Regions from separate parts of the Mus musculus genome. Here regions 1, 2, 3, 4, 5 and 7 are each linked to region 6. The links are chromatin contacts, called in public HiCAR-type and promoter capture Hi-C maps. All regions are on one chromosome and are shown on one strand. Each heading gives the region's core, a stretch centred on a gene start, on an enhancer-like site or on the middle of the called end of the contact. The rest is flanking DNA. Distances are from core to core; before and after follow the strand shown.

What was found. Promoter capture Hi-C pulls out the DNA fragments that hold promoters and counts their contacts. HiCAR-type assays count read pairs that join an accessible place to other places.
Region 1: a contact with region 6 is called in a promoter capture Hi-C map of pre-B cells, with 5 times the contacts expected there. The contact joins the promoter of Msn here to the promoter of Yipf6 in region 6. A contact is called at or near these places in 8 of 39 promoter capture datasets (the 3T3-L1 cell line, cranial neural crest, erythroid cells and 3 more) and 2 of 115 datasets of contacts at active chromatin or transcription factors (astrocytes and large pre-B cells).
Region 2: a contact with region 6 is called in a promoter capture Hi-C map of pre-B cells. The contact joins the enhancer-like site here to the promoter of Yipf6 in region 6. A contact is called at or near these places in 3 of 39 promoter capture datasets (cranial neural crest, hippocampal neurons and pre-B cells), 1 of 484 Hi-C or Micro-C datasets (B cells) and 1 of 9 other capture datasets (liver).
Region 3: a HiCAR-type map of astrocytes shows a contact between it and region 6, with 5 times the contacts expected there. The contact joins the promoter of Nono here to the promoter of Yipf6 in region 6. A contact is called at or near these places in 4 of 39 promoter capture datasets (the HPC-7 cell line, cranial neural crest, erythroid cells and 1 more) and 1 of 115 datasets of contacts at active chromatin or transcription factors (astrocytes).
Region 4: a contact with region 6 is called in a promoter capture Hi-C map of pre-B cells, with 6 times the contacts expected there. The contact joins the promoter of Las1l here to the promoter of Yipf6 in region 6. A contact is called at or near these places in 8 of 39 promoter capture datasets (the C10 cell line, cranial neural crest, erythroid cells and 4 more), 2 of 484 Hi-C or Micro-C datasets (CD4 T cells and liver), 3 of 115 datasets of contacts at active chromatin or transcription factors (astrocytes, cardiomyocytes and stem cell-derived neural progenitor cells) and 1 of 9 other capture datasets (liver).
Region 5: a promoter capture Hi-C map of erythroid cells shows a contact between it and region 6, with 28 times the contacts expected there. The contact joins the promoter of Taf1 here to the promoter of Yipf6 in region 6. A contact is called at or near these places in 3 of 39 promoter capture datasets (erythroid cells, liver and pre-B cells).
Region 7: a promoter capture Hi-C map of pre-B cells shows a contact between it and region 6, with 2.4 times the contacts expected there. The contact joins the promoter of Med12 here to the promoter of Yipf6 in region 6. A contact is called at or near these places in 3 of 39 promoter capture datasets (erythroid cells, liver and pre-B cells) and 1 of 9 other capture datasets (liver).

Annotation. Positions count from the first base shown.
Region 1 is chrX:96,094,552-96,098,172 of GRCm38.p6, forward strand. It overlaps Msn (moesin), which reads left to right and starts at 1,494. Exons shown (of 13, transcript NM_010833.2): 1 at 1,494-1,692. The coding sequence starts at 1,681.
Region 2 is chrX:96,128,701-96,132,255 of GRCm38.p6, forward strand. All of the region lies in intron 1 of Msn (moesin), which reads left to right. Among named protein-coding and RNA genes, the nearest start is that of Gm30427, 25 kb to the left of the region's middle. Within about 2 kb of position 2,196, at least 174 of the 459 cell types and tissues checked have an H3K27ac peak or open chromatin away from gene starts, as enhancers often do. A contact at or near this core is called in liver and pre-B cells, where this site is marked.
Region 3 is chrX:101,427,804-101,431,700 of GRCm38.p6, forward strand. Nono (non-POU-domain-containing, octamer binding protein) reads left to right here and starts at 1,848. Exons shown (of 12, transcript NM_023144.2): 1 at 1,848-1,959; 2 at 2,690-2,749.
Region 4 is chrX:95,955,113-95,958,944 of GRCm38.p6, forward strand. It overlaps Las1l (LAS1-like (S. cerevisiae)), which reads right to left and starts at 1,862. Exons shown (of 13, transcript NM_152822.3): 1 at 1,546-1,862; 2 at 763-888; 3 at 30-99. The coding sequence starts at 1,736.
Region 5 is chrX:101,531,204-101,535,168 of GRCm38.p6, forward strand. Taf1 (TATA-box binding protein associated factor 1) reads left to right here and starts at 1,532. Exons shown (of 39, transcript NM_001290729.1): 1 at 1,532-1,798; 2 at 2,292-2,406; 3 at 2,542-2,658. The coding sequence starts at 1,619.
Region 6 is chrX:98,936,018-98,939,909 of GRCm38.p6, forward strand. Yipf6 (Yip1 domain family, member 6) reads left to right here and starts at 1,764. Exons shown (of 7, transcript NM_207633.2): 1 at 1,764-2,271; 2 at 3,756-3,884. The coding sequence starts at 2,215.
Region 7 is chrX:101,272,570-101,276,167 of GRCm38.p6, forward strand. Med12 (mediator complex subunit 12) reads left to right here and starts at 1,522. Exons shown (of 45, transcript NM_021521.2): 1 at 1,522-1,790; 2 at 2,327-2,431; 3 at 2,603-2,794; 4 at 2,923-3,082; 5 at 3,531-3,598. The coding sequence starts at 1,692.

The sequences.
Region 1 (3,621 bases), core at 244-2,743, 2.8 Mb before region 6:
GTCAATGAACTGCGGTATCAGTGACAGAAATAGAGGCATGTTGGCTCATGAGTGTAAATGCAAGACTTTATACAACCTTTATGTTGTAGGCTACTGAATAGGCTACTTCTTTCTCCTCTTTTTGTAATGTTTGGATGGGAAAGAACCTTGGAAACCCTGTAGTTTGGTCATTGTTAAGGAAGGGGAAACTCAATACTAGAGGGGGGAAGGGAATTACCCAAGAAAGTGCAGAGGACACAGGCTGAGTTCATGATGAAACAATGATCTGAAGCCTGGTGAGTGTTGAGGTGTCCTTTCCACTATTCTGTGTTTGACTCTCCATCACTGAGGTATATGGTAATTTACTTCATGAAAGACACACAACCCATGCTCCTGCACAGTTGCCAGAACTGGAGGGCATATATCACCCGAGAGTCTTATACTCTTATCAAAAAGTGAATGTCTGCCTGGTATTGTCTGAGCACTAAGGTGGTAGAAACAGGAGGACTGGGAATGCAAGTCAACTGGCTGCTGTTAGTGCGCTGTGTCAAAGCAAGTGAATGTATAGAACCGGTGTCAGACATCTGCAATCTAGTTGAGGTAGTAGGATTATGAGTTCAAGACAAACCTAAGCCAGTGTCTTAGAACTGAGAGTTCAAGACAAACCTAAGCTAAATAATGAGTTTAGAGCCAGCTCTGGTGACAGACAAAACAAATCCAAAATGTTGGGGAAGGACTAAGGAAAAGACCAAGACACTGATGTGAGGAGAGTGGGAATTGGAGGACTGAAAGTGAACATAGAAGACAGATAATTGGAAAAGGATCCCAGTTCTGGAGAAAATGAAATAAATAAATAATAAACAAACAAACAAACAAACAAACAAATAAATACAAGGTCGAAGGAAATGTCACAGGTTAAATGAGTCCTCTAGAAGGGAGTGAACTGTTGAGGAGGAGCTGAAGTTTAGCCCAGAAGTTTCCTGAGGAGTAGCAGAACTCTCAGGAGCTGCTATGGACAGCAGAGGATTTGTTGTGGTCCCAGGGAACTTAGGTGTGGCATGATTGGAGGTCACAGAGAAAAAGAGGAGTTCAAATGTCCACAAGCGGGAACTTTCTAACCAACAAGGCTTCCTAGAGAGGGAACTCAGCAGTTCTACTAGGCAACGGGTTCCCAACATTGGTAACTCATGGTTCAGGGCTGAAAAGCATCTGCTAGGGTGTGGCCCCCCAGTCAAGCTCTGGCTCAGACTGGGGGCGGAGTCAGATGGTCGAAACTTGGAGGGAGGGGGGCAGTGAGGAAAGGTGGGAGGGGGCAGAGTGGGCACTAGTGGGGAGTGGGAGTCCTTGGGGAGTTTTGGCCCCGAGCCTGGCCCCCCACGTGGCCAGAGTAGCCTCTCTGGGCTGGGCCGGGCTGGGCGGGGCGATGCCCGAAGCCGCGGGCAGGCTGGCGGGAGGGCGGGGAGAGGCGCGGAAGCCCGGCCACATAAAGGAGCGAGCAGCGCAACGGGGGCGGCTCTTTCCTGGGTGGGGTTTGTAAAGTCGTGGCCCGTTAGCAGGAAGCGGAGCAGTCGCCCAACGCTAGAGTGGGACCCAATCTGAGCACCCGGTTCTCCGGAGTCCTTGCCGAAGTGTACTGCGCGCTCAGAGCAGCCCGACAGTTTCCAGCCAAACTTCACCAACTCCTCTGCCCTTGCCGCCACCATGCCGAAGACGGTGAGTGCCGACAACTAGCGCGGTCGGCCCTGGGGGCTCCAAGCTTGACCCTTGCCACTTTATGGCTTCGGGCTTGGTTGCTCACAGGCCTGCCGGGGATGCTGGGCTGTCCACTAAGGCCCTAGGAAGGAGAAGATAGTGGAGCCCTAATTTGAGCGCTCTAGAGGGTGACAGGGTGTACAAACTAGAAGTGTGGATAAGGAGGAGCCAGCCTTTCTCGGGTTCCAGTTCCCCGCCTCTGGGATGAGACAGTGGAAACTCTTTGAGGGACTGGATCAATCCCCTATTCTAAAGGGTCGTTGGGAACTGGGGAAACGACTTTACTTTTGAGAACATTTCCCCGGCCCAGGAATTGGCGCCTTTCTGTAGCAAAGCTATCACTGTCTCAGAAGAGCCCCCAAGCTTACAGAGAAGCGGGGAGGAGAGAGGAAGTTGCCCAGGGCGGATCCCGCACACCCATCCACCTTTCCCATAACCGCCCCTCTTCTACCCCACTTCTGCTCTGTCCCCTTCCACCGCGTCTTAGCCCCAACTGCTTTCCCCAGGGAAATGAAGATTTGTGAAGGGTCTCATCAACTGGGTTACTTTACCCAGGGGTACAAACACTTCATTAGGCACAAGTCTGTGGAGGGGCCCACACAACCCACTGGAAGACAGGGCAGGTTTCTCTTCCTCTATTAAATCCCTGTCAGACATAGTGCCTCTCTATCCCCTCAGGACCGTTTTGTGAGGTATAGGTTTTCTCCTGTGGGGGCCACACCTATCTAGTGTGGTGGTTGATTTGAGATCTGGTCTCCACCCCACTGGCTGTTGCTCGCAGAAGCCTCCAGGGAGTGAGGCCTAGGGGGGCCGGATGCCCAGTAGGGAGGGGTGGGGGAGGGGTATGTGCTTGACTAATGAGCTCTGCTTGCTTTTGTGCAAGTCACGCCAGGTCCTTGCTCATGAAGGCCCTATGACCACCGTGAATTATGTTTCTTAGGTAATGGGGCTTGCTGGGCTCCCATGTTGTATATTGCTAGCCTACCCATCTCTCTAGTACTGCCTGAGCCTGGTAGAACTGAGACAGTGACTAGGATGCTGGAGAAGGGATGAGGGTGCCTCGGAAGAGAGGAGAGTGAATAGATACAGGAGGTCTTTGTGTCTATATTGAAGTTTCCTTGCTACCCTTACTGTATTCTAGCTACACTGCCTAATCGTCCTTGCCTTCTCAGAACTCTGTTCTTAAGAAATACCAAGGTGGGGTTTTTTTTTGGGGGGGTTCTTTTCTTTTTTTTATTTTTTATTTTTTGAGAGAGTCTCCTGGTCTTATATAAAAGTATACTTTGTGAAAGTATATACATATGTGAAATTACAATTTGCTCCCCTCCTCCACTGCCCTCCTGTCGCCTCCTTCACCCCAAGACTTCCGTTCGGCAGGCAGGTTTCCTTCCTCCCCTCAGTTGTCTTCCCTTCTGTTTTCTTATCACATGTATTCCATTTCGGGGCTTTTTACTTGGGCAGGATCTTACCCTATAACCTAGGCTGGCATGGGACTCCCGATGTAATGTAGGTGGCTTTCAGATTTTTTTTTTTTTTTTTTTTGCCAGTCTTCCTGCTTCAGCCTCCACAGTGCTGAGATTACAGGCTTGAGCCATCATGCCTGGCTTGTTCATTTGTTTTGATAGAGGGTTTGATTCTAGCCAAGGCTGGTTTGAACTCACATTGTAGCCTGAGATATACTTAAAAACTCTTTTGGAAGTAGTTCTTCTCAAGTGCAGGGATTGTAGCCACCACTAAACCCGGCTTCCACTCCTTCTGTACCGTGTACTCAACCATTTCTAAATTATGAAAGATACGAAATAGTAGTGTAAAATCAGATTTCTTCGTTTGTGTTAGAGAAAGTCAGTTTCGCTGTTAAAGCTAATTTGTTCTAGCAGGCAGCCTACTTTA
Region 2 (3,555 bases), core at 946-3,445, 2.8 Mb before region 6:
TGTTCAAACTGTCAACACTTGCACTCAGTTCCCCAGAGAGCAGGTTTTGTACTTTTGCTCTGAGCCTCATCCTGCAGGGAAGGCTTTATCATTCCTGCACGAGTCTGAGTTGGTGCCCATGTCAACAGCACACTCAAGACTTCACTCAGTCAGGGCTTCTTCTGCTTCCTAAAAATTACACGATGATATTTGTTGCTTAGGCCATTTGAGAAACTGTTGGTTATTTCTGGAGAGTCTGGTGGACCTGTTTTCTGTTTGGCTCTGAAAACACTAGATGAAAGTTAAGATGATGGAGAAGAATGTTCTTGTTCTACACGGAGAACTAAATATATCAATATATTTATATTGTAAATTTAGCTGAGTGTGTTTTGTGCATTCACTTTAGTGCTTCAGTGTGAAGATATTGATATGTGGTGGGTGGGGTGCTAAAAATGTTGATATTGTTGCGTAGGCTGAAAAGTTTTCACTGGCTTCAGTGAATTGGTGGATGAGCTTGTAAGTTTAGAGGGCATAACAACAACACAATTTTAGAAAGGTTATCTCAAGCTATGGATTGACCAAAACTAGTAAGTTGGATGTTCTGTATTGTCTAACAAGCTTCCACCCACCCTTTATGTTTGACCTAAGTCCTTTTCCAAAAGTAATCCTGGCTTTCCAAGGTAGTATGACACTCTGCTGGAGGATTTTTGAGACTCTTCCTTTTCTCCAGGCCTATGTGATTAACTTTATGCAGCCAAGAGTTGAGCTGAGCTGCAAGATGAGGTGTGGGTACGAGCAGGTTGTCTGAGAGTTAGGAACAACCTGTTTAGGCACGGGAAGCTGGAATTCCTCTTAGAAGCCCAGTGAGGCTCCTGTTGCACTGAAGAATGGTGCGTTCAGTCAGGCATCACTGAAGGTTGACATCTGACTTCTGACTTCTGACCTTGGATCAGCTGGGAGGACCTCCCTAAACATGGAATGTTCAGCCACATTCTTCACTATATTTATAGGCTAGGAAGGGAAAACAGAGGGGAGCCAGGGAACGAGCTGATTAGCGAGAAGTGAAGACATTAGCAGTGAGTAGGGCTGTGGCACTCCTTCACAACTCTAAATTTGTTTGGTTGCTGCTCTTACAGATTGGAAGTCATTTTCTTTTCCTAAGTTGGGTAATGCCACTCTAGGCCCATTAACTCACTGCTGTCATAGCAGAAATGCCAGTGTTGGTATTTAGGATTACTGTATGAGACTTGTGTGACACTTTTGAAAACACAATTTTCCTGTGTTTTTGTATCTTCTGGTTCACTGATCAAGGAAGGACACTGGCATTGTCCTTCCACTGGCATTGTCTTACAATCTTGAAATGTAAAAGAAGTTGGCCTTTTACCCCATAAAATAAATTTATTTATTTATTTATTTATTTATTTATTCTGGAAGCAATGTGATCTGTCATCCTCTGTCTTTAGGTATGTATCCTTCACTGTATCAGGTGATCTCAAGATTATCTAGTCACTCTTCCTGTCCGTCCCTCTGTGAAACTCGGAGATTTACTTCAGATTATTTAGCCTGTTGAGGCAGAGAACTCTGGCTCCCTCTCCAGTCAATCAGATCCTCCTCCACCGAGGGGAAGTGTGGTAATGACATTATCTTTCCCTAGGCAGCCACGTGTTCTCTGAGAACAGGATGTGGGGAGGGCTGGGGCCCAGTCACAGGGTGTAGGGGATGGCCCTGGAAAGTGGGCTGGCATGTAGCCACGAAGGTTGATGTGGGCTTCCTTGGCTTTGAGATACTTTGAGATTCATTAAAAGCCCCTATACTCATTCACAAATGTTCACTCATGTGTATACCTTACTCCTACCTATGACATGGCTGCATTCTTAACCCAAGAAAAATATACTGGTGAAACACCTGTGTATATGAGGTCCTGATGTTTGGCCTGCAGTTCAGTGGATCGGCCAGGTCTGCTAACTGTACTAGCCCATTCCTAATTGTTCCTGTCAGGCTAGCAAGGTGAGGTTGAATAGCTTAGCCCTAGTAGACATTGGGGATGCCTCCCTGCTCTTTCTCATGGCCCTAGTTCATTTCCGACCCTCAGATGGCTCCTTAGTACATTGGGGGTGATTTGCATGTTTAGTTTCTTTTTAGGCCTCATCTTCCCCCTGCCCCCACAGCTTCTGCTTGGTATGTCTGGAGATGTACTGCTGAGGGTGGGGAAAAGAGGATGTAGCTAGCTTCCTGTTCAAAGGAGGGTGGGGCTGCCGCCTTCCTGCTTGTCTGCCCGCCCCCCTCCCCCAGCTGTCAGTCACCCGGCACTTAACTGCCTAAAGGGTTCAGCTCGGAATGACCCGAGGCTGAAGGAATATGCAGGCATATTAAAAAGGGGATTTACTCACTTTAGCTCCTCTTTTCAATGAGGATAGATGGACCCTCTGAAAACACCTTCGGAAGCCAGCTAGTTTGACCCCCGTATTTCAGGCCGAGAGACAAAGGGTCCAGAGAATACTATAAGGAATTTATGGCAGAGCTAAGATGAGTAGAATTCTAGGAGACCAGACTGGAACTCTCCATTTCCCCATGTTATTCTAGAGGGTTTCAAACTGGCCAAGCTGTCTGGTGAGCTATAGCACCCTATGTGAGAGCTTATGGCTAGAGGCCACTAGATTACTTGGATAAAGTTAAATGATAACTGTCAAAATAACTTGTAACTAAAAGAAATTGCGAAGAGCAAATAATAGTCAGTGTACTGGTAGCTTTGAAAACCCATACTGTAGTTTTACCTCTGAATTTGCATTAGATGCTTTTTTGTCCTCCTGAGAAATGTATGTAGCCCAAACTAGTCTTGAACAGTCTGCTGTAGTATGGTGCTGGGATATTACAATTGTCTCCATAAAGCCTAACTAAGCAAATTGCTTTTCCCTCAGTGACCCTCCCATTTCTTCTTTCATGAAGAGTTGCATCTCTGCTTTACTTTTGATGTTTGTTCTTTGTCCCTTAGTTCTCAGAGAATCCAAGAAGGGGAGGTTGGTGTTTAAGGTCTGCTCATTGCCAGAAAATTCCCCTGAGAATGAGTAAGTGTGGAATGCTTATGAGGCAGAGAACTCAGGAAGACTCTTGACAGAGGCCTTAAATTAGAGCATTTTGATCAATATGTTTTGGCTGCTGAGTTATCTGTACCTCCCACTGTCTGGTTCTTAACTAGATGGAAAGATGGTTGAATACTCTGGACAATAGCTCAAAGGTTTGGCACAATTTTCTGTTTAGGCTTTCAAAATCTCCTCCTCCTGCCTGTAGCACCTGTTCTGTCACATCTTATCTTCAAGGTCCCTGAATGAAGATTTCCGAGCCAGAAAACATCTTGGACATCTAGGTTACTGATCCTGTGCTCTGATGTCACCAGCATCTGTGCCAGAGTATGTTTCTTTAAGCTCAGGTAGTGAGTATCTCAGGGTATTTGTTGAAATACAGATTCCCAAGCCTCTTCTCTGGAGAATATATTATAGTAATCTTGCGTTGGCAACTAGGAATCTGGGTTGTTGACTAATGTCAGAAATGGTGTTTGCAATCAGTTAAGGGCACCAT
Region 3 (3,897 bases), core at 598-3,097, 2.5 Mb after region 6:
CTGTAACTCCAGTTCTAGGGATCCACCATTGTCTTCTGTCCTCCTTAGGCACTACATGCACTTACATACATGCAGACAAAATACACACATAAAATAATTAAAACAGTCCATGTGTCTGTGGACTACATGCATGTATTACCATCAGAAGCCAGAAGAGGGCGTCAGATCTCCTGGAAACTGGAGTCCCAGCCAGCCACCAATGGGAGCTGGGGTAGGTACCCTAGTCCTCTGGAAGAACAGTCAGCACTCTTTACTGCTGAGCCATCTCTCCAGTCCCCATTAAATCTTTTTTGAAAACAGAAAGGGTCATGGTTTAGAAAGTATTCACCTTTTAAATCATGTATACATATACATGTATGTGTAATTTTGTTGTTATTGTTTTGTGTTGAGACAGAGTCTTAGGTACTGGATACCTTGCTACTCACTGTGTAGTCCAGGGTGGCCTTCTGGGCAAGGAGGCTCCTTTTTCAGCCTCCTGAGTACAGAAGTTAAAGGCTTAATCATTTCTGTTTGATTGTGACAGTCATACGTAGTAAACAGCTGTCATAATTGGATAGTGGATATAGGAGATCAGTAGTAGGGCTGAAACTTCATACTGAAGGGCATTATCTGATCTTGATCCCCCCCATTTTCTTTTTTCATAATAATGTGCTATCTTATCTCAAAGAATTTGGGAACCATTGGGATAAATATACCCACTATAGTAAGTTGTAGCCATATGTTGATGCACACGCACACGCAAACGGGGTGGATTGGGTAGAATATAGCTAGTCTCTACTACTGTATTGAATGGTGCCACAGAACCTTCCCAACATTGTAAGAGGCTTATTAGACAGCACAGTTCCATATCATTGTATCCCCATACAAGGTATAGGTAATGCCTATTGAGATAATCTGCCATCAGGAGTATGAATTAATTACTGAGGATTAACTACTGGTGCCTATCTATTGAACCTTGTAATCCTTGGTTAACCGCCTGGGAGAGCTAGGCATTATGGAATAACGAAGGTTATTATTACCTGATAGGCCTCCTATGGGATAAAGAGTAGGTCTGATGTGAAGACCTCCAACATACTGGTTCAGGCACCGCCGACCAACCTGTTGAGTCTCTCTGCGATGGGAACCTTAGTCTGTTTGGCCTATCGGGTTCTCTGGTTACTATGGAAATGGTGCTAGTCACAGTTCTGGGTAATCACTGAGCTTAAAGTGTCAAAATCGTTTGCCCTCCTGCCTGTTTCTACAATCATGTCCATTTCAGTTACACTTCCCAAACATACCCAGCACTGAGAAAGGAAACTAAAACTGTATAGGGTGTCAGGGTAGACGCTTTGAGGAAGTGTGGAAAAAAAGAAACATGGCGGGGCACATTTTTTTTTTTCAGTAGCAAACGGCTAGCTCTACCACATAGAATACAATGACATTGTTAGTCTTAATTTTGCACAGGCGCAGTGCATAAATTCTCAGCACACGCCTACGTGCACATTTTCCCCCCTTTTCGCTCCGATCTTCCTCTCGCACAAGTTCTCTTCTCTCCTCCTCCCACCGCTAGGTTTTCAGTCCTTCCGTAGGGCCGGGTGAGCCTCTCCTTCCGACCCCCTACCTTCCACTGCTGGCTCCCCCTCCCCCTTCCTTTTCCGTCTTGTGCTCGGCGCCTCTAGTGCATGCGCATAAGCTACGAAGCCTCGCTCTTTGTCCCCATCTGTCGTTCACACGAACCCAAGGCTTTGACAGTCGGTAGCCAATAAACGTTAAGAAATGGCGGACTAATGAGACTTTCTCGGGAGATAAACTTTGACTGGCAGTTCACATAGCCAATCGGGAATCCAAAATTGACCCCCCCCCCCCTCGGGAGGTACCGAGCTCCGTCGGCTCGTTTCCGGCGGTCGCGCGCTCTTTTCTCGGGACGGTGGAGGCCGTGCAGCGTCGCCCATACTCCGAGCAAAGAACTGTGGCCAGAGGGTGAGTTTGGGGATGGCTCTTTGGTTGCTTAGGGATGCGGTGGGGCTTCCTGCGACACTCTGGAAAGGGAGGGGTTGGGGCGAGGCCGAGTTTGCACACGGGCTATGGGTTCCGAAGGCCCGGGAGGCCTTTCCCCCTCCGCACAAGGCCTTCGCAGCCCACCCATGGGGGCCAGAGCGCTCCCTGCTCCCCGCCGCGGGCATTAGCCAATGCTTTTCTTGCTTCCTTGCCCAGACTCTTTGTGCTGCTCACCCCCAATTTTAGTGGCCCTAAGTTGTTGGCTTCTTGAACGCCCTGGGCCACAGGGTGTGGGGTCTATTATACTAAGGCCCTGAAGTCGAGGTTAGAGGAGGAGGCGCTTTGCTTTGTCGGATGCTCCTCCCTAGCCTTTCAAGGCCATTAATTCCTAGAGGGCCTGTGGGGCCCCTGGAGCTATGGATTTTTTGTTGTTGTTGTTTTGTTATTTGAAACGAAAGTGGGAAGTTTGCTAGTTCAGACCCCTTGGCTTTTGGTGCTAAGTTCATGAAACACCCTCCACCCCACCCTTGCACGCGCGCGCGCGCGCGCCTTTTTTCCGAACCCCTTGCTCCTTAAGCTTTTCCTAGGCATTTGTAGGCATCGCTTTTCTAAATTAAAAAAAAATGTTGCTTTCTGTGGCATTACTTTCGAGTATTTTTCACTTTGCGGACGTCTTACTGTAAGCTGACACCTTTCTTTGTGTTTTTAACAGCAGTCGAGGTTAGTGAGGACTGCGAGGCAGACACTTTGCTGTGTTCAAATCCAAGTCAAGGTAGGTGCAGGAGGTAGGGTCATCAGGTAAAGTGCAGGATGCTTAACTAATACAGATTTTACAGATGAGAAATTAATTTGGGGGGCACTTTTCATGTTATTTAAGCTAAACCGTTTTTAGAATCTGAAACTAAAATGTGACTGAGTGGTGTGGGTTTTTTTTTTTGTTGTTGTTTTGTTTTTATAACCCCTAATTATGGCTGTTCTAATAGGGGTTAGTGCTTAAATTTATGTTTGTCCACTTCATTGTTTTTTAAATAAAAAGTCCTAAGAAACTCAGCCGCCTTTACCGTGATTGTATTCTACAGCTTTAACAGTCGCCCACCAGGCAACCATATCAGCCTAGCAAGTTCACACTGGATTTCTCTAGCAGTTTTTCATTTAGTAATTTGACTCTTCTAAAATTGAGAGGACCTTGATTTAGATTTCAGATACCTGTGATTAATATGGTCCTGAACATGTCTGCAGGTATATCACACACAGTAGCTATAGTCTCTTTCATTGTGGTTAATCTTAGGACGTGATAGGAGACAGAAATCCTAACTGCTGATCTCTGTAGTTAGGGTTTGGTAAGTTTATTTCTGCAAAATTATATTATTGCATTTAACATAGGAACATTTCTTTCATGCTTGGTACTTGCTGTGTATACAGTGGTAATTTAGATTCTTTGGGCAGTGCTAACCTTCCTTGGTAAATGGAAACTTATGGAGAAGACTACATGGAAGGGAAAGATTTTGAAATCTGTCACCATGGGGATTTTTATTCAAAAACAAATAAAATAAATTTGGTTGTTACACGTTATCCATGCACTCAGGAGGCAGAGGCAGGTGGATTTCTGAGTTCCAGGACAACCAAGGCTACACAGAGAAAGAGAGAAACCCTGTGTGTGGGGGGGGGGGGGAAGAAAGAAAGAAAACAAGTTCTCCATGGTCAGACATGGTGGCAGAGGCAGATGGACCTCTGAGAGTTAAAGGCCAACCTGGAGTACAGAGTTCCAGGACAGCTAAGGCTATGCTGCGAGATTGGGTCGAAAGGAAGGAAAAAAGAAAGAAAGAGAAAGATTCAATTGTTGGGTGTTTATACTTTTTCTATATTGACAAGTTAGGGAGAATCTGATGATGACATTCTGTTTAACAGTCCTGTTTCTTT
Region 4 (3,832 bases), core at 612-3,111, 3.0 Mb before region 6:
GAATGAGCAATGCAACCTTTCGCACATACCTCCTGAGCCAGGTATTTGAGGGGAAGGTTAGAACATTTTGTCTTCCTCTCTGAGATAAGATTCACAAACCTGGGTTGGGAGAGACATAAGTGGCATAGTCCAAAAAACTGTTTTACTCAAAATTCCTTATGAAGTACCTTTCTACTGACTTCCCCATTCTTATGCTTGGTGTCAGCCAGAGCAGGGATAGTCCCTACCCACCCCAACATTTACTAAGGGAAACAACACAGACAAATAAGACACTTCTGGTCTTGGCAAATTTGGTCTAGAATAATCATGACATATGTAGAACACAATATGCTGTAGATGTCAGAATAAATGACTACATGAAATAATATGGGGAACACAGATAAGTGACAGAAACAGAGGACAAAGGGAGAGACATCCAAACAGATTGAACAAGGCTTTGTCACATGAGAAAACTCAGTAGTAGCCCTCCCCCCAACATGTATGAAATATTCTGAATTTCATACCTCCTACACATTCTAGAAGGGAAGGAAGAACAGAAGAGAAAAAACTTTCTGGAAAAGGGAAAGAGGGTTGTGTGGACAAGACATACCTGTGAACAAGACATAGTCATGGCCACGTTAAAAAAACAAAAACAAAAACAAAACTCAGAGGTTGATTCACCCACAAAGGCCCATCCGTGGCTTTTTGTTTCAGGTAGTACCCGAATCCATGTTTACCAGTTCCCAAAGCCAACACCCCAGTCTTACCCTGTGCAGGTCTTACCTGACCAATGCCATGCCATAGAGCAGTCTAAGTTCATCAGTGCCCAAGGTACCGGCTGCATCGATGAGCTTGCATCTTACCAGGTCAGCAGTAGAAGCCACTGCCAGGGGCAGTTCGTTGCCTAACCTAAAGGGCCACAGCACCATCATAAAAATCAGTACATTGTTCTATCCTCTACCAGAGAAGCTTGGTCGTTGTACTATACACCCCCCACCCCCCCCCTACATACTGAAAAGTGCACGGAGATACAAAACCCTGTGGAAAAGACGGGGTCAAGTCCCCGGGATCCAACAATAATAAAGGAATTGAGAAGCTGGCTGGGGTGAACAGGACATCAACAGTTGTGTGGACACAGTCCGTTTTCTCCCCGCTCAAATTATTTAGGTATGGGAACCCCAAATCTCTATATCCCGCCCCCATCAAACGAACTGAGCCTTCTCAATCCTGAATCTAACCTAAACGGTGACAGTCCAATCCCTAACTGGAACCAGAAAGCCACCCTAACATATCAACCTACTCTTTTAGTCCCGGGCTCAGGTTCCCTCTATTTTGGACATAAAACTTAAACCTCACAGACACAAAAATATTATTGGAACGTACGCCCTGTTTTCCTTCGACGAGTACAGGAGCATGGCTGCAACTTTTCCCCAGGCACTTAGGAGAGAGGCACCATAAGGCAATTTCAGGGAAGGCTATAGAAGATGTGGCCGTAGGGGAATTCGACCAAGGAAGGAGTGAGGCACCACCAGCGCCCAGGCAGGAGGGTTGACCCGGCCGCCTTACCTGCTCCTCCATACTGTAATTCGGTTCAGCGCATACTGCTGCAACTTGTGATCATCGCAGAACAGATAAACCGTCACTTGCTCCCACTCAGCCCTGCTGAGCCAAGAGACGACGATACCCCTGGCACTCGGCGACTCAGGCTGGTTCTCTTTGAAGGACTGCCCGTCCCACGCACGCCACACGCGATCCATGCCCTGGGAGCCAAGAGCAGGTCTCCGCCCGGATTCCCAACCTCAACTGAAGTGCGCAGCATGCTGCGCTACACACTGCCCTTGCTCCAAACGGCACACCATTAGCCAATTGGAGAATATGACCCCGACGTCAGCCCGCCTCTCAACGTGACTGTAGCCAATAGGAACGTGGGACACAGGTCTGACGTGCGGAATTCTGGCACCGCTCGCTGCCGGAAGCGTTCATTCACAAAGCCGCCTACCCAGAAACACAGTCCTTTCAGCTTCTAGGTTCCCATAATTTCCTGTCTTGTTGAGCGTCGTCTGTCCCAGCGTGTATGGACTTTAAGGAGAAAAACAAAAACAAAACAAAACAAAGCTTTGCGCCCCTTGGCGGTCTACGGAAGAATTGCTCTCGATTACAGTACTTAGGGTGCTTTCAAGGTTCTTTTTTTTTTTTTTTTTTTTTTGGTTTTTGGCTTTAAGATTTGGTAGAACAAAATCGGCTTTCTTGACAAGTACTGAGTAAATTAATAGCAGCATGTTAGGAGGAAGGAAAGAGAACAGTGTGAGAAGGGTCAGAACCAGTAAAAGATGATAATAGGGGCAGGAAGTTAATATGAGCAAAGTACATGCGTGAAAATGTCATAACGGAACCCACTATCTTATATGTTAAATAGCGGTAAGAGCACTGACTGCTCTTCCGAAGGTCCTGAGTCCAAATCCCAGCAACCACATGGTGGCTCACAACCATCTGTAATGGGATCTGATGTCCTCTTCTGGGGCGTCTGAAGACAGCTACAGTGTACTTATTTATAATAATAGTAAATAAATCTTTGGGCCGAACTGAGCAGGGACTGAGAGAGCAGGGCTGACCTGGGGGAGCAGGGACTGAGCTCGCGGAGTTGATTGGAGCAAGCGAGGTCTAGAGGAGCAAGCAGGTTGACTGGAGCGAGCACAGGTCCTAAATTCAATTCCGAACAATCAGATGAAGGCTCACAACTATATGTACAGCTACAGTGTGTACTCATATACATAAAATAAATAAATAAATAAATAAATAAATAAATAAATAAATCTTTTTTAAAATAAAAGCATTACTAAGAAATATGTAAGCTGATAGATGCCCGTTGCACAGTGATTTAAGGCCTGAATGACTGGAATTAGAATTATCTTGAGAGTATAGAATCAGGGTTCTAGTCTTACCTTTCCTTTGCCACTATCAATGTGACCTTGGACAAGTCTCTGCCCCTTTCCTGAGGTTATTAGTCTAGACTCCAGTTATCTACCACATCCCTGTGCAAATGCTTTCAGTTAATACTCTTTCCCTTGCTTTCATATGACTCCCCATAACACTCATGAATGACTTTCATGTTTATCTCCCACTACAAAGCCATCTATTGTGTTGTTCTTTAAGTATTCTCCCTATGACGATAGCCTAAATAAAATAATTCTTCTAGTTGACCTGTGCATTTTGTCATTTTACTGAAGTTGGTTTTGTCTTTATTAATTTACCAGTGAGGACACTGAAGCTCAGCCCTGTGGCCTCGTATGGGACTGCTAAGAAAGGAGGTAAATGAGCCAGAGGTGGTTCCATTGTTCAAATGGCAGAAGACTGGAGTGCAGATCACCTGTTAACTCCAGTGCCACAGACACCAAACACCAATGGCTTCATCTGGCACCTGGATTCATATAACATACCCCAACACAAATACATATAATTAAAAACTCTAAAGAATTAAGAAAACATGTTTTCTTAAGTTATGTGTAACTCTAAGGCTAGTCTCAGTTTAAAATTCTCAGATACGGAGCTGTGTTCTCCCTGTTTACACTACTTAAGACCATGAGAACTATAAAAACAAGAGACCCCAGTGTTTAATACACTATCCCCAACAGTTATCCCCACTATGTTTCATATTTATCAGATGGTTCCTAAACAAAGGCATTACTGTGGTGTTTCTTGGATTTTCTTTTTGATATCAAGGTTTAGTTTATGTGTCTGAGTGTTTGTTTGCATATATATCTGGGTACCAAGTGTGTGCTGGTGCCCACGGCTGTTCCTGCCTCTCTTAATCTCTGCCTCTGCCTGTGCATTTCTTTTTTGTTTTGGTTTGGTT
Region 5 (3,965 bases), core at 282-2,781, 2.6 Mb after region 6:
CAGTCAACAGTTCTGGCCTCTGTGAACAACTGCACTTCAGTGCATATACCCGTGCACAGACACATACAGATCATTTCAAAAATAAATCTTAAAAAAAGAAAATGTCCCCATGTATATACTAAAGAGAGGTGATCAAATATAATCGCACGACTGAACTTGTTGGCAGAGACCTATAATTTCAGTTAGTTGGGAAGCAAAGAATGGAAAATTCAAGGCCTGGCCCAGGAAACTTAAGTGGGACTCTGCCTCAGAACAAACTAAACATGAACAAGCAAACAGGCACAAAAAATGCAAAGTAGGAACTCTGAACAGATCCTCGGTTTGGCCACAGTGAAGATGCTCCAATTCAAACAAGTCTGTGTGCCACCATGGTGATCTGAAACATGAAATATGTCCTCAGGATGGGGCTCCGGGGTTGGTGGCAGATATGTTACCTACAGAGGCACCTCACTGGTTCAATATGTCTATTTACACAAATATATAGAGTACTTAAAAAACTTTTTTTTAAAGATAGGGTTTCCCCTAGTAGCCTGGAGCTTAACTATGTATACTATGCTGGTCTTACAGAGACAATTCTTTTTTTTTTTTTTTTTTTTTTTTTTTTTTAGTTATTTCGAGACAGGGTTTCTCTGTGTAGCCCTGGCTGTCCTGGAACTCACTTTGTAGACCAGGCTGGACTCAAACTCAGAAATCCGCCTGTCTCTGCCTCCCGAGTGCTGGGATTAAAGGCGTGCGCCACCACTGCCCGGTTCAGAGACACTTCTACCTCAGGTTTCCATTCCTGGCAAAATAAGGTTATTTTTTAAGTACAGGGAATTGAATCTATGTTGGCCAGTGAGCTGTATCCCAGCCTTGTATATTTCTGTCTCTCTTTCACTTTCTCTCCCCTCTTCAACCCCCCCCCCCTTCTCCCACTCGGTTTCTTTCTTCTCTCCATGCTTTTACACATTTACACACATATATACATACATACACACACACATATATATGCATATATGTGTATGTATATATATATATATATATATACATATATATATATATATATATAGTGCTGGGAATCATATGTGCGCTTAAAAAAACTATGAAAATGTTTAATGTTTGTGAATCTTGAAGTTTCGGTTGCTCATTTTACTAAGCTTAACATTTTACCATGGGAAAATGTAAATTCAAAATAAGTAAGTAGCAGTCGTCCCCCTATCACAATTCATAGTAATGTTCCTTTGGGGAACGGCACAAACCGGAAAAGACGGCTCAAATCATTATTGTGTAGTGTGTACTGTAGCCGGTGACGCGCGGTTTCCAGAGGTCGTAGGTCACGCCGCCTCAGATCTACTTTCTTATTGGAGAAAAATCTGCCGCTCTTACCATAGCAACCAGAACGGACCCGCGCAGTTGATGGGCGGGACTGGTTTGTTTGACCAATCACCTTCCAGTTATCCAGCCTGATCTTGGGCGGACCAATCAAACACATCAAAGGAAGTAGCCATCCCGACATCAAAGGATCACGTAGGACGGCCCATCCTTCCCCCCTTTTTTTCAACTTCCGGTAGCCTCTGGTTGGGTCAGGGAGCGCTGCAAGTCACCCGTGTGCGACTGACGTATTTTTTCTTTCCCGCCCATGGGCCCGGGGTGGGCTGGGCTGCTGCAGGACAAGGGTGGCGGTAGCCCTTCCGTCGTCATGTCCGACACAGACAGCGACGAAGAGTCGGCTGGTGGAGGCCCATTTTCTCTAACTGGGTTCCTGTTCGGCAACATCAATGGAGCAGGGCAGTTGGAAGGCGAAAGCGTCTTGGATGACGTGAGTCGTGGGCCTGGGGCGGCGGGTGCTGTGGCTAGGGAGAACTGGAGACAGCGCGAGAGGGCTCAACTCGGAGGAAGGACGAAGAGGAAAAGTCTTAAGTGTCAGTCACTGATGCTGAGGTGTTGGCTTCGAAGGTAACATTCTCCTTGCCTGGTAGGAAAGATAATAGTTAACTCTAGTAAGGTTATCAGAACCGCCACTGTGGAAGGCCTTCTTAAAGACCCTTGGAACTCTGCTTTTTCTGGCTTTTGCTGATCCTAATGGCTCCAAAGCCAGGACTACGGATGGAACGTGTGTTGTTCGGAACTGATCTGTATGGAATTTAGCAGATTTCCTATATAGTTCTTGAATGTGATGTTTCTTTGAGCAGCACTTCATGAAATAATTTCTCAGATGGATTTGTGACTTTGTTATGAGCAAGGGAAATATACTTGTGTAGGACCTTCAGGTTTAGTTGTTATTTTCGACCCTCATGCTGTCCCCTTTTCAGGAGTGCAAGAAGCATCTTGCGGGCTTGGGGGCTTTGGGTCTTGGCAGCCTGATCACTGAACTCACAGCAAATGAAGAATTGTCCGGGAGTGATGGTGCCCTGGTAAATGATGAAGGTAAAGTGTGGGCCATGGGGAGGACAGTGTGGGTGGGGGGAGGAGATTAGCCTGTTGTACGCTTTTCAGTGGGGATTTTCTAAGGAAGTGATAATTACTTGCTTTCTCTTGAGACGTCTCCCTTTTTATCCATAGGATGGATTAGGAGTAGAGAGGATGCTGTGGACTATTCTGACATCAACGAGGTGGCAGAAGATGAAAGTAGAAGATACCAGCAGACAATGGGAAGCTTGCAACCCCTTTGCCACACAGGTGATTCTCTCTCCGCCCCCCCCCCCCCTTCTTGTTTTCTAGCAATGGGTCTTTCAACATAGCCCTGCCTGACCTGGAACTCATTATGCATGCAAGATTGTCCCAAACTCATAGAGATGCATTTGCCTCTGTTTCCCAAGTGCTAGGATTAGACATGTTCCCCACTACGCTTGGTATTCTTTAATGTTGCAAAATTGGCAGTTTAGTACATTTTCTTCCTGAATAAGTCTGTTTTGGGCTCTGTCTTGTATATTTAATCTCTGCCATTGTTCTTGCCTGCCAATACATTTGCTCTGTATGCTGTTTCCACTGTCAATTCAGTGCCAAGTAGTAGGTATTCTCTTACCAAATTCAAGCTTTTATTTTTATAATGTTCGGTCTCAAATTGTTGATTAATGACAAGGGTGAAAATGATTTCTTGTCATCTCATATATTTTAGTGCCTGTAGATTTGATATAACTATTCTTATATGCTTTTCAAAGTTAAAGATGAAAACAAACCCACTCTTTGCCCTTAAGATTTTAAGATTAAGAAGGGTTATGTTTATAATCTCATGTCAATGAGCAAATGTATTTTGACTCAAATCATTCCCCTATTATACTTCTTTTTCTTCAAAACATAAGTATTTTCCCTGCTGTATTTTAGAATAACAGTCTCAGAATCGGAAGAGGTTTATTTGTTTGGCCTCTGCCTCTGGAGTGTTGGGATTAAAGTCTTGTATCACCACACTCTGCTTTTATTTTCTATTTTTGAAACTTTTAGGCCTCAAAATTGATTACGTAGCTGAGGTTTGTTTTGGAACTCCTTTGATATTCCTGCTTCTACCTATCAAGTTTTGGGATTATAGACATTCGTAACTTGGGAGAGATTTTTAAAATTTTTATTTATTATTTATTATATGTAAGTACAATGTAGCTGTCTTCAGACACTCCAGAATAGGGAGTCAGATCTCATTATAGATGGTTGTGAGCCACCATGTGGTTGCTGGGATTTGAACTCTGGACCTTCGGAAGAGTAGTCAGGTGCTCTTACCCACTGAGCCATCTCACCAGCCTGGGAGAGATTTTATTATTTCTTTTTTTGTTCACTTTTGTTTCATATTCATAATTTCATTAGCTTAGTATATTAAAAACAACAGTAGCGTATAGTAGCAATGCTCAAAGCTTTCTATAGGAGGAAATAACATTTTATTAGGGAAGACATTAGGTGGCCAGTCAGGTTGCAATGCTGGGTGAAAGTGGAGATCAGCATTTCAAATGCTGCTTGAGGCTGTCCAATTGAGAAAGCCATTGCTTGCAGTAAATACT
Region 6 (3,892 bases), core at 514-3,013:
CGAGTGTTTGTTTAAGGACTGAAATTTTACTTGGTTTGAAGGAGAATTACTGTACTAATATTTAAGTAAAATAACTAATAGCCATCCCCAGAAGCTTATTCTGGGAAGTCTGGCTTTCCACAGTCCACGTATCTCCTCCTCCCATCTATTCCCTGGGTTCCTTTCTGAATTACCTATCCAAATATATAAAGCAGTGCATTTTACTGCATAGGGAGAATGTTGATGATGCCAACAATGGCTCTCTTGTTTGACCTCACTGGAGCCTTGGGTAAGAGGTGAGTCAGAGCAACCAGGAGTCAGAAACATCTTGATTGTTTGCCAGGATGAGGTAGGGGTGAAAGTTGGTCCCGGCAGGGGTGGTTTTTTTGTTGTTGTTTGTTTGTTTTAACTTTTTCTTTTTTTTCTTTTTCTTTCTTTCTTTTTTTTTTTTTTTTTTTTTTTGGTTACAGTAGCTGACTCCTACCCATTCCCCGCCTACTACCCACCCCAGGAGCCTCTACTGATCAAGGACATTTTCAGTACTTGCCACCAAGTAGCTTAGCAACTTCAAAGTTGTAGTGGTTTTGGGAAGTTAGTGGAGTGAAGCTCTCCCACTTGATAGGAGATGAAAGAGAGAATAATTGTGCAGGACCTGTGGGGAGACAATACAAAGGTTTGAGGATTTGAAGGAGATGGAAGCTGGCTATGAAGCTCAGGGAACTAGTAAGGCAAGGACGGCAGTAGACAAGGGGATCAGGTTCTTCAACTTGAAGTCGGAGGCCTTTTTCTTGGGGACACGAGGAATGGCACTTCAGAGCCACTTCTGGTGAACTGGTTCTGTCAAGCGCTGCTAGTCTCAGCTGCTTTCAGATGGTCCTAGTTGGGCGCGTTTTGGATCCACAGTGCTCCGCTTTGCTCCGCAGTGGCGCTGGTGGTGGGATAGCCTACTCTCAGCTGGGTGCGGTTAGGTTCGGTTGGGATCGACTGGGCGCCATTGGTCTCGGCAGCGCTTGGCTGAACGCCGATGCGTTCGACTTCGTTTGTCTGGGCTCGGCTAGGTGTGGCTCTGTGCCGCAGGCCACCGCTGGCTGCGTTCAGATAGGTTCAGCTGTGCGCTGCTGGGCTCGGCTGCATTCGGCTGTGATCCGACTAGGTTCGGCGGTGCCCGCTGGGCTCGGCTACGTTCGGCTACACTCGGCTGTGATCCGACTAGGTTCGGTGGTGCACGGCTGGGCTCGGCTGCGTTCGGCTTTGCACCGACTAGCTTCGGCTGTTCGCCTCTGGGCTCGGCTGCGTTCGGCTGTGTCAGGCTGTGATCAGACTAGGTTCGGTGGTGAGCGGCTGGGCTCGGCTGCGTTCGGCTGTGAGCCGACTAGGTTCGGTAGTGCGCTGCTGGGCTCGGCTGTGTTCGGCTAGGTTCGGCTGTGCACCTCTGGGTTCTGCTACGTTCGGCTGGAAGCCTCTGGGCTCGATTGTGTTTGGCTGTGCACCGCTGGGTTCGGCTAAGTTCGGCTGTGCATTGCTGGGCTTGGCTGAACGCTACTGGGCTCCGCTAAGTTTAGCAGGAGCCTCTGGGCTCCATTGGGCTCGGCTTCATTCGGCTAGGTTTGGTTGTGTGCCTACTAGGTTCGGCTGGGCGCCTCTGAGCGCCATTGTATTCCGCTGTGCGTTGCCGGGCTCTGCTGTGTCCGGCTAGGTTCGGCTGTGCACCTCTGGGCTCTGCTAGGTTTGGCTGGGAGCCTCTGGACTCGATTGTGTTTGGCTGTGTACCGCTAGGTTCCGCTAAGTTCGGCTAAGTTCAGCTAGGTTCGGCTGAATGCCACTTGGCTCGGCTAAGTTTGGCTGGGGCCTCTGGGCTCGATTGGGTTCGGCTGAGCATCACGGGGCTCGATTGGGTTCAGCTGAGCATCACTGGGCTCCATTGGGTTCGGCTGGGAGTTTGCTGGAGCCTGGGGCACCGCTGGGCGAGCCGGCGCTTCTAGCCTGCACTCTCAGTGGGCGTGGAAGGCGGAGCGCCCCCTAGCGAAACTGCGTCCCCAAACAGTGAGCAAATAGGCTCGCGCTCGAGCCTCGGAGGCTACCGGAGCACCGGAACTCGGCTGGGCGCCGCAGCAGCCAGCCTCAGGCGCCGGCGGTGACGCCGTCTTAACGCGACCGCGCGCTGACCAGCCCCGGTCTCCACGTCTCAGGTTTCGCAGAGACGCATGGGAGGGGAGCAGTTGGAGGTTTATCAAGATGGCGGAAGCGGAGGACTCTCCGGGAGAACAGGAGGCAGCGGCATCCAAGCCCCTGGTGAGTTAAGAGGACAGTGGCAGAAGGGACTGAGGGCGAGGCAGAGCTCCCGGGAAGCGAGTCGGGAAGGCTTCGGGATCAGAGAGCCAGAGCTTCTTGGCTTTGCAGGCCCTTGGCGTCTACAACCAGCTGACACTACACCTGGTCTTTGAGTTAGCTGCATCTCCCTTCCATTCGCTGGCCTTCTGTGCCTTTCTGAGACTCTCCGCTGTCTGTCCACACTCTAGGGGTTCTTTGACAGTGAGTTAAATGCCGAGCTTGGAGTGGTTTCTGAAGTATCCTCTATCGCTGTCATTTATCACGACTTGTCACCAGTCATTGTGAAGTACTACACAAGTAATGAAACTGCTTCTCACAGGACGTTGTCGTTTTATTGGTTGTAACCGGAACCTTTACTTGCCCGGTGGGTGACTCAAAGCAGCTAATTATTATTTGCAGGTGCTTGCTATCCCCTTCATGACACATATGTCACTAAGAGCCACCAATACTGCTTTAAGAACACTGGCTTCACAGTTAACCCCATGTGAGCTAGAGTGCATTCGCACTGAAGCTTTTGTGAGTTTGAGCATTTCGTTTCAGTGAAGGGTGTTTTTGACTCTTAAACTGAAAAGAAGGTACCTGCCTTTAAAATGGCATAACTTCTATGAAGTGCCTAATACAGTCATGAGTGGAGGAGTATAAGGAAGTCGTTGTTACGCCCTGTCGTTCTTCTTCCCAAACAGTATTTGCTTATATACTGTTTGCTCAGTAACTGCTTTCATTTCTTTTGTTTTAAATTGGCAGCGTAACAGAGAACTGAACTGAGAGGCAAGGGAACTTGGTTCAAGTCCCAGCTCTTCTGCTTACTAGCTCTATTTGTTCATCTCTTCAGCAAAAATATTTCTCGAGCATCTAGAGTGTTCCAGGCAGTCTTTTAGGCACCAGGAATGAAACTGTAAAGGAGGATATTGAATCTGGGGCTGGAGCTCAGCGGGAAAGAGAGTGCATTACATACGTAAGACCCTTTCGGTCCAATCTCCAGCACTGAAGGGATAAGGTCATTTGGGCCATCTTATGGATCAGTTGTGACCCTGAGTAAAGTCTCTCTAAACCCAAGTTTAGACGTTCGGAAAATGATGAAGCTCACCACAGAATAGTGAAAATATGTAAACTAATGCAAACATTATGCCTCCTGCCACATAGTTACAGGTTACCTAGCTGTTCTTAGTTTCCCTTTACTCCAGACTGTTCCCCGTTCTGTAATGCCTGTGATGTGTTTAAGTACGTGTGCAAGTTTGTACGCATGCACGCATGCATGTGTAGACAGGGCTTACTGTGTTAACTAGGAGTGTTTAGGAATTAGTTGTATTGCCCAATGTCTGTTGAGCTACTTTTAGTTACTACGCAAAACCTTAAATAGCCAGGCCCAACTCTAGAAAATGGTGATGTTTCTGAGACATTTTGCAGTTGTAAGCTTAATTTTCTTTCCCCCAATCTTTTCTCAGTTTGCAGGGTTGTCTGATGTGTCAATTTCTCAGGACATTCCCATAGAAGGGGAGATTACCATCCCCTCCAGAGCTCGTGCTCAAGAACATGACAGCTCCACACTGAATGAATCCATTCGTCGGACCATTGTAAGTTA
Region 7 (3,598 bases), core at 272-2,771, 2.3 Mb after region 6:
TTGTGAAGGTTCATAAGTTGGAGTTCAGATATACAAAGCTTCATGATAGAAAATATCTGACAATTTGTATAACTACTATTCTGTGAAGATTCCTGTTTCTTCCTCCTCCTGCTCCTCCTCCCTTTTCCTTTTGATCCGGCCTGGAAGCTTTAGGAGGCAGATGGCTCACTGAGCTTTCTGTGAGTTCTAGGCCAGCGTGGGCTATATGGAAAGTTTTAGGCCACCTGCGATTACATGATGAGATGACCTTGTCTCAGAAAAGAGGTGTGTGTATGTGTGTGTGTGTGTCTATGTAATTTGGGCTGGAAGTAACTTGTTATCCTTTTGCCAATCTCCCGAGCTGTGGGAATTACAGGTGTGTGACACACATAATGTAAGTGTCAATGGATTTCTTTTTGAGACAGGGTATGTGTCAGTCACTGTTGCTCTGGATGACCTGCTTGCCCCACCACATCTGACTCTGATGACACGTTGGCATTTTTTTTTTTTTTTGGTTTGTTTTTTTCCTTCCAGAGCTGAGGACGGGTACCCAGGGTCTTGTATTTGCTAGGCAAGTGCTCTACCATTGAGGTAAATCCCCAAACCCTGTGGTTTTTTTTCTTTTGAGACAAGGGCGCTATGTAATTCTGGCTGTTCTGGAGCTCAGTGTGTAGACCAGGCTGGCCTTGAACTCAGATACTCCTGCTCCTGCCTCTCTAGTTGCTAGGACTAAAGGTGTTTGCCATCAATCTGGCTACTTTTTGTTTGTTTCTTTGGTTTTGTTGTTGTTGTTGTTGAGACAGGGTTACACAGTTCATACATGGACTTGGCTGTTCTGGAAGTCATTGTGTAAACCAGGCTGGCCTTGAATTCACAGAGATCTGCTTTCTTCTGCTGGGACTAAAGGTGTGCACCGCCAGGTTAAGGGTTAACAACAACAACAAAGGGTTAGGGGGTTGTGGTGCAGAGGGCCTGTAACCACCTGGAGAGATTATAAGCACTTCAGTTTTACAGTTGCTTTCTTTTTGTGTAAGGCAAGCACTTCACAGAGATCCGTCTGTCTCTGCCTCTGCAGGGGTTAAAGGCCTGCGCCTGGCTAGACCGGATCTTTTGTATCAGATCAGAGGTGCTTTCTTAAAACAATAGTAGTTTCTAATCTTTACAACTGTCCTTTGAAGGAAGTTTAGCATGCCCATTATCCAGATGTGAGAACCAAGAAACGAAGTGATCAGTAAAAGACGCAGTTATTAACTAAACTAAAAATTCCCGAGCACTTATTTTAGGCCAAGAACTGAGCGAGGCCACGGGAAGCCAGTTCCAGCGAGAGAGCTCAGCGCCGCGGCTGCCTTCCCTATTCCAGGTCTGCGCCTCCAGCCCCGGCCACGCCGGTGGATTTCTAGTGTGTGAAATTGACTTTCCCTCCTAGGGCCCAAAGCTCCCGGGCTGTGGGGCTCCGCCCCGCGCCGGCGAGGCCCCACCCACTCTGCAGTCAGTATTGTCCGACGGTACCCAGCGTCCCTCGGCAGTTTCCGGCAGTAATCGAGAGTTTCTAACGTGCCCCGCCTCCGCCACCCCCCTTCTCTCGGCCTCGGTCCTCTCTACCGCCGCCCGGCTCGCTGTCCCCGTGCTCCCTCCCGTCCTCGGCCCTCCGCCCCTTCCCTCCCCACCTCGCCTGGCCCTGCAGGCGCCTCAGGCGGTACGGGCTGGGCAAGATGGCGGCTTTCGGGATCTTGAGCTATGAACACCGACCCCTGAAGCGGCTGCGGCTGGGGCCTCCCGATGTGTACCCTCAAGATCCCAAACAGAAGGAGGTGCGTTCACAATTCCCGGTTCCCGCGGGGTCCGGGCAGGTGTTTCGTGAGGGAAGAGACACTGACAGTTGAGGGCAAGGGGGGATGAGGTTAGGTGAGAGAAAAAGTCCCAACAGGGGGAAGAGTAGAGTGGACTGGTGCCCTGCTGGAGAGTAGGGTCTGCCAGCAGTTCCGGTTGAGGAGCTCGTGGGTTCAGGAGCCATGCCAGAGGTGCCCCCCTCCACACTCACTCGGGCGCTCACACACAAACCTCAGAAAGTTGTTAGGGCCAGCTTGGTGAGGTGCCGGTAAGGGAAGAGTGATGTTGAGGTCGCTCTGGGGGATGTGGGAGTCTCATTGACTGTGGGGGTGAGGGTGGGGTCCAAATGAACATAAGGGCTGGGCTTTAAATAACAACCTCTTCTAGTCAGAATCCTCCTCCTCCTCCTCCTCCTCCTCCTCCCTGGCTCCCTTGTTACCTTTTCCTCTGCCCTCTCTTACAACCTCTTCTATAAGGTGAATGAGGGTGAGCTAAAAATGCTGTTTTTCTGCCTCAGGATGAACTGACGGCTTTGAATGTAAAACAAGGTTTCAATAACCAGCCTGCTGTCTCTGGGGACGAACATGGCAGTGCCAAGAACGTCAACTTCAATCCTGCCAAGGTGAGACAACCCTGCCAGGCTGAAGGAAAAGGCTGGAAGAATCTGAGGAGCAAAAGCTCCGGGTTGGGCAAACTGAAAGGGACAACCTAGGTGGCAGAGTTTATAACTCAGTGCTAGCACATTGGCATTTTCACAGTCTTCCTACCCTGAGGTCTACTTTTCCCCCTTTAGATCAGTTCCAACTTCAGCAGCATCATCGCAGAGAAGTTAAGGTGTAATACTCTCTCTGACACTGGTCGCAGGAAGTCCCTAATGAACCAGAAGGACAACTTCTGGCTGGTGACTGCAAGATCTCAGAGTGCTATTAACACCTGGTTCACTGACCTGGCTGGCACCAAACCACTCACACACCTAGCCAAAAAGGTGAAGTACTCTTTTCCTGTTCTTAAGGTCAAGGTGGGGAATGTGTCTACCTATATTCTAAGATGTAGCTATGTGGTGTCAGCTCCCTGGAGTAATTAGAGACATTGCTGTTTGTGATGCCCATCCAGGTCCCCATTTTCAGTAAAAAGGAAGAAGTATTTGGGTATTTGGCCAAATACACGGTGCCTGTGATGCGGGCTGCCTGGCTCATTAAGATGACTTGTGCCTACTATGCAGCAATGTCTGAGACTAAGGTTAAGAAGAAAAATACTGCTGACCCCTTCACTGGTAAGTAACTCTGTACACCTGGTATACCACTGATGGCTTCAAGGAGTGATGGAGCCTTAGAATAAATCTTCCTAGTCTATTCCTTGCTTCTGCATGAATCTTATGTGCACGAAATTGGTAAGCATGGAGTAATTTGAGTATCTGCTGTGTTCAGGTACTGGGCTGTAAAGATGACCAGCATATAATTTCTGCTCTTTAGATCTTAGTGGAGATGCTAAGGCATATGTAGCATAATTAAATATAGAAAGTGGTAAACATCAAAAGAGTAGACAGAAGGTTCTTTGAGACTTCAGTGGATGTAATGATTGCTTTAAGGAGGTGGCATTTGTCTACAGGCTAAGAGGATGAATAGAGCTTGGAACTCTGGTGATTGTGGGTGGAGGCAGGGGATAGAGTATTCTAAGCTTAAGAATAGTATCATATAGTTCCCTTTCCGTATTTTCTTTAGAATGGACTCAAATCATCACAAAGTACTTGTGGGAGCAGCTACAGAAGATGGCTGAGTACTATCGGCCA